Linked DNA regions of Oryctolagus cuniculus: region 2 is linked to region 1. A link is a contact called in public Micro-C data. All regions are on one chromosome and are shown on one strand. Each heading gives the region's core, a stretch centred on a gene start, on an enhancer-like site or on the middle of the called end of the contact. The rest is flanking DNA. Distances are from core to core; before and after follow the strand shown.

Region 1 (2,965 bases), core at 381-2,880:
TACCCATATGGGATGCTGGCACTGCAGGTGGCAGTTTTACCCATCTGCATTTAAAAATTTTTATGTATGCAGTTTGCTTCTTCGTTTTCAGTTGACAGAAAATTTGTACATATTTATGGTACTATAAATTATATTTATAGTATTATAATTTGATAAGGGTCTACAACATGCAATAATCCAGTCAGGATAATTAGCATTTCCACCTCCTCACACACTTGCCATTTCTATTTATTTTTTTCTGGTTATTTTGGAACATGAGTCATTTTAGACTATAATTCACTCCTCAAATGGCCGCAAAGGCCAGAGTTGGGCCAATCCAAAGCCAGGAGCTAGGAGCTTCTTCCGGGTCTCCCACACAGGTGCAGGGGCCCAAGCACTTGGGCCATCTTCTGCTGCTTTCCCAGGCCATAGCAGAGAGCCGGATGGGAAGTGGAGCAGCCGGGACTAGAACCAGCACTGCAGGCGGCAGCTTTACCTGGTATGCCACAGTACTGGCCCGTAATACATTTTGAAATCAGGAAGTGTGAGTCCTGTAATTTTGTTCTTTTCCAAGATTGTTTGGTTATTTAGGGTTCCTTGATATTTTATATCCATTTTAAAAAAATTTCTGCAAACCGTGCCATTGGGATTTTGGTAAGATTGCATTAAATCTGTAGATTACTCTGTGTGGTATGGACAGTCAGCAATATTAAGTATTCCAGGCCGGTGCCGCGGCTCACTAGGCTAATCCTCCGCCTGCAGCACCGGCACACCGGGTTCTAGTCCCGGTCAGGGCGCCGGATTCTGTCCCGGTTGCCCCTCCTCCAGGCCAGCTCTCTGCTGTGACCCAGGAGTGCAGTGGAGGATGGCCCAAGTGCTTGGGCCCTGCACCCGTATGGGAGACCAGGAGAAGCACCTGGCTCCTGGCTTCAGCCCAGTGCGGTGCGCCAGCCGCGGCGGCCATTGGAGGGTCAACCAACAGCAAAGGGAAGACCTTTCTCTCTGTCTCTCTCTCTCTCACTGTCCACTCTGCTTGTCAAAAAAAAAAAAAAATAAAAAAATAAAAAAATTAAGTACTCCAATCCATGAATAGGGATGTTATTCCATTTGTTTGAGTTTTCTTTAATGTCTTTCATTAATGTTTTTGTGGTTTTCAATGTACAAGTCTTTTATCACCTTGGTTAATTTATGCCCAAGTATTCTATTATTTTCAATGCTGTTGTAGGTAGGATTATTTTTTCGAATTTTCTTTTCAGAATCATTGTTAATGAGAGACATGCAACTGAGTTTTGGGTGTTGATTTGTATTCTGCCACTCTGCTGAACTTATTCATTTTCCCTAAACTTAGCGCTCTGGAAATACAAGATTTTTTGTGGAGAATTTTATATCATAAATCCTTGTTGAACTATCCCTGGGCAAAATAATTGAAGGCATCAGCCATGACTCCCATTGCATGGTTCCTTGAGAAGAGATTAGGGAGAGAAGGATAGCGCATGTCTCACAAATTAATTTGCCTACCATTGTAGGCATTTTTCCTTCTCGCATCTTCTATAAGGGGTTAACTGGTGGTTAAGTGGTCCTCGGGTGAATTTGTTGGGTCACAATGCAAGGCAAGTGTTCCATCCCAGTCCTGGCCAAAACCTTCCCATGGGTGTTAATTATGCAATGCTGTGCACCGAGAGGCACGGGCTATTTATAGTCATCTGTTTATTGAGTACAGCAGACAGGGAAGTGGTGATACCAAATGCCTTGCCCAGCTCCGCCTGGGCGTGCCCTCCCGCGAGTGGCCTGCATGGTCTGACCCCTCCCTGAGGACAGGGCGATAGATACTCCAGTATCAGTCACCTCTTTCGGGTCATGGCCCTGACTGTTCTGTTCTCCTGCAGCTTGTTCCGTGGGTGACAGTAAGGATGGGAGTCAGGGCAGGGAGTGCAGGGCCCTGGTCGGAACTCGGGGCCAAGGCCAAGTTAGCTCAGCTCTGAAGCCAGGGCTGCTTCCTCCCTGCTTCTCAGCAACCCGCTCACCGCCTGGTCCTGCTCCTCACGCACCACGGTGGCAGGGCCCACGGCCTGATCGATGCCTATTTGCCCAGCTGGTGGGTGGAGTAAACCCAGCCACCAGCCCGCTTCCGGGTCAAGTCATGGCGACCGGCTCGAGATCGTCACTGATAGAACTGAAGGAAACGCCCTGCATAAGCGTAATTTACCAATGAAACAAGGGCCTGGACCGCGGCGCAGCAGGTTAAGCCCACACTGTGATGTTCGCATCCCAAATTGGAGCGCTGGTTCGAGTCCCAGCTGCTCTACTTCCAACCCAGCTCCCTGCTAACGCACTTGGCAAGGACTGGAAGATGGCCCAGGTACTTGGGCACCTGCCACTCATGTGGGAGACCCAGATAAGGTTCCAGGCTTTTGGCTTAGGCCTGGACTACCCTGGGCCATTGCAGCCATTTGGAGAGTAAACCAGTGGATGGAAGATCGATCTCTCTCTCTCTCTCTCTCTCTCACTGTCTTTCTGTCTCTCCATCATTTGACCTGTCAAATAGTCTGTTAAAAAATTAAAGCAGATTTTAACTGACACATAACAATTATACATATTTACAGTGTTCAGTGTAATGTTTCAATATATGTCTACAACAGTCATGTATCACGTCTCTGTGTTGAGAACATTCAACCTCCTCTCTACGCGCTATTTTGCAATATATAATTAGTGGCTGTCAGCCAGAGTCGTCCTCCTGCGCCATACATCACGAGAAGTTATTCCTGCAGTCCGAGTGCACCTCTGTGACGGTCCCCCTCCTCTCTGCCTCCACCTCCGGGCGACCGGTTATGACTGTTCCACTCTCTACCATGGCAGACTTTGAGCAAGTGTCTTGGCAGGTAACACAGCCCAAGGGTTCACACAGAGCCCTTTGCGAAGGGTTGAGCCACACCCTTAAAGACAAGCTCCATGCCAATGTCTTTCAAATTCTACACTTACTAGCTCT
Region 2 (3,291 bases), core at 781-3,280, 500 kb after region 1:
GTAGTAGAAGATGGCCCAAGTGCTTGGGCCACTGCACCCATGTGGGAGACCCAGAAGAAGCTCCTAGTTTCAGTCTGGCCCAGCCTTGGCCATTATGGTCATTTGAAGAGTAAACCAGCCAAAGGGAGTTCTCTCTCTCTCTCCTCTCTCTCTCTCTCTCCCTCCTCCTCTTCCTCTTTCTGTAACTCAGCCTTTCAAATAAAAACATAAATCCATTTTTAAAAAAATCTCATAGAATATGCATATTATGAAAAAACAGTGCATGGATTTCAAAATTCTCTTGCACAAAAATAAATTTACCTTTTAATCCTATTTTCCCATATGTATTTTTAAAAGATTTTATTTATTTATTTATTTATTTGAGAGGTAGAGTTACAGGCAGTGAGAGGGAGAGACAGAGAGAAAGGTCTTCCTTACGTTGGTTCACTCTCCAGATGGCCACAACAGCCGGAGCTGCGCCGATCCGAAGCCAGGAGCCAGGAGCTTCTTCTGGGTCTCCCACGTGGGTGCAGAGGCTCAAGGACTTGGGCCATCTTCTACTGCCTTCCCAGACCTAGCAGAGAGTTGGATCATAAGTAGAGTAGCCAGGTCTTGAACTGGTGCCCATATCGGATGCCAGTGCTTCAGGCCAGGGCGTTAACCCACTGTGCCACAATGCCTGCCCCTCCCAAGTGGTGTATTAACTGTGGTGCCAAATGTCTGCCTCACACATGCTGATTTTAAGGTGACTTTGGGGCAGTCAGGGGATGTAAAACAGATAGTTGGATGTATACATCTAGTACAAGATGTTTAAAATAAAAAATCTACTTCACATAGAAGCACTGGAGAGTAGTATTCACCAAATAATACACATTTTGCATAATTAAAAACATTTTTTAAAGTTGTATTTATCTGAAAGTCAGAGTTACACAGAGAGAGAGAGAGGGAGAGAGAGAGAGGTCTTTCATCTGATGGTTCCCACTCCAGCTGGCCGCAACGGCAAGAACCACACTGATCCGAAGCCAGGAGCCAGGAGCTTCTTCTGGGTCTCCCACATGGGTGCAGGGGCCCAAGGACTTGGGCCATCTTCTACTGCTCTCCCAGGCCACAGCAGAGAGCTGAATTGGAAGAGGAGCAGCCGGGATTAGAACCGGCGCCCATATGGGATGCCGGCACCTCAGGCCAGTGCATTAACCCACTGCGCCACAGCACCAGCCCTATCCCATATGTATTTTTAAAGCACCTTTGCATTTGTATACAGTATTAAAACCATAGCAATTGGATCTTAGCATTTAAGAATGCTATTTTTTAAAGAATTATTTATTTATTTATTTGAAAGTCAGAATTACAGGGGGTGGGGGGTGGTCTTCCATCCGCTGGTTCACACCCCAGATGGCCACAATGGCCGGAGATGCACCAATCTGAAGCCAGGAACCAGGATCTTCTTCCAGGTCTCCCACATGGGTGCAGGGGCCCAAGGACTTGGGCCATCTGCTACTGCTTTCCCAGGCCATAGCAGAGACCTGGGTGGAAACTGGAGCAGCCGGGACTCAAACCAGTGCCCATATGGGATGCCTGCACTGCAGGTAGCGGCTTTACCCACTATGCCACAAAGCAGGCCCCAGAAACTCTATTTAAAGATGTGTCTGCAACATCTATTTAATGCCTACCGATGTCCAAAGCACTTCCATGACTTTGTCTTGATGGAACCTTCTGGACTCATTTTACAGCTGGAAATAAAGAGGTTCCTTTCTCTACAGGGCATGATTTGCCCCAGGTCATGTGACCCAGCTTAAACCCACGTGAACCCTCAGAGTGTGCATCCAATGGCCTTTTATTTTATCTGCTAAGCACATACGAACAAGCACTGTGTCAGCTGTCTTCCTTAGGTTATCTCATGAGACCCTCCAGCCTCCCGGCTGTGAGATCAGGGTTACGCAGCTCCGGGGCTGTAGAGACACTGAGGTTTAGGGACGTAGCCGCGCTCCTGTTGTTCATGGGAGCGTAGGAAGAGCTCTAGTCCATGGGGCCCTGAAGGCTGTGTTCATTCCACAGCAACGCCTGCCTTCCCAGAGGAGGATGGGTCAGCCTAGGGCAGGTCCGCCACGTGACCTGCAGGGAAGACACCCGGGCTGCTGGGCCCACCTGACGACCAGACCCTCTCTGCAGAGACTGGGGGGTGCACGGGCCCCCAATCCTCTGCTGCCTTCATCCCACAGTTCAATCCCAGCAGCCGCTCGGTACTGGAATGCGTGCTCCCAGCAATACTGCCCATGGATGACAAACAAGTCGAAATCCTGCTGCTCATCACTTCTCTTGGGACGGGCAGTGAAGAAATACAGCCTACAGAGTCTTTGCCATCTGAGTTGGTCAGTGGAATCGATGCTGGCTCAAAACAAAGCATCTGTTCCCTTTTTGCAAACTTGTATACACACACACACACACACACACTCACACACACACAATCACTAACATTCACTACCCGGCTGGTAAATAGATTTCCTACACATTTCTTTCTTTGCCTTTTGTCTCTGGTTATGGTGTGCTTTGTCAAACTCGAAAAAGTACAGCAAAAAATTAACCAATAATTTTATTCCAAGTAAAAATGAACACGTTCTTCTTTAGGTAAATGAGAACTTTTATTCTCCAAGTTTAGGTTGTGCTTTTTTTTTTTTTTAACATCTGGCCTATTAAGAAGGATTTTAGCATTCTCACCCAATTCCAGACTGAACTGTGCTGTTTCCTTTCTCAAGAGATGTGCTGTTTGACGACCGCGCATCACGGGCATTGACGATTGCGCGCTTTGTTATTCGTGATCTGCTCCTTGGCGTTCAGCAATGTTGAAAAGGTCGTGTCTGAGTCGTGATAACAGCAGGTTTTTAATATTTGGAAAATTCCGGATTTCTTCCGGAGATTTCTATGTAAGAAAAAATTACCATCGGATTGGGAGCAAGCAGCCTACTGCTTAAGATGCCCACGTCCCACATCTCCCATATCGGAGTGCCTGGGTTCCATTCCCCACCCGGCTCCTGACGTCAGCTTCCTGCCAGCACAGAACCTGTGACAGCTCCGGTAACTGAGCTCCTGCCACCCACGTGCCAGTCTTGGACTGCATCCCCAGCGCCTGGCTCCACCTGTGGCAGCCAGCCGAACTCCCCCACCCCACCCCGCGGCCAGTGGATAGCAGCTCTCTCTCCGTCTCTCTGCCTCTCGAAAAATGTAATCACCACTAAATTGCCAGTCCCTCCATATTCAGAGATTCTTGCACAGTGTGATTTTTAGTTCTAAGAGGAAATAAAAGCGATGTTGAAT

The links. Hi-C and Micro-C count contacts between places; a contact is called where the count stands out from the background.
Region 2: a contact with region 1 is called in a Micro-C map of ear pinna, with 5 times the contacts expected there. The contact joins two enhancer-like sites. A contact is called at or near these places in 3 of 6 Hi-C or Micro-C datasets (ear pinna, skin fibroblasts and an unstated tissue).

Annotation. Positions count from the first base shown.
Region 1 is chr4:11,651,616-11,654,580 of mOryCun1.1, forward strand. The region is part of intron 2 of LOC138849237 (a long non-coding RNA gene); the gene reads left to right. Among named protein-coding and RNA genes, the nearest start is that of IFNGR2, 38 kb to the left of the region's middle. Within about 2 kb of position 1,631, at least 3 of the 8 cell types and tissues checked have an H3K27ac peak or open chromatin away from gene starts, as enhancers often do. A contact at or near this core is called in ear pinna, where this site is marked.
Region 2 is chr4:12,148,276-12,151,566 of mOryCun1.1, forward strand. No RefSeq gene overlaps it. Among named protein-coding and RNA genes, the nearest start is that of EPCIP, 16 kb to the right of the region's middle. Within about 2 kb of position 2,031, at least 1 of the 8 cell types and tissues checked has an H3K27ac peak or open chromatin away from gene starts, as enhancers often do. A contact at or near this core is called in ear pinna, where this site is marked.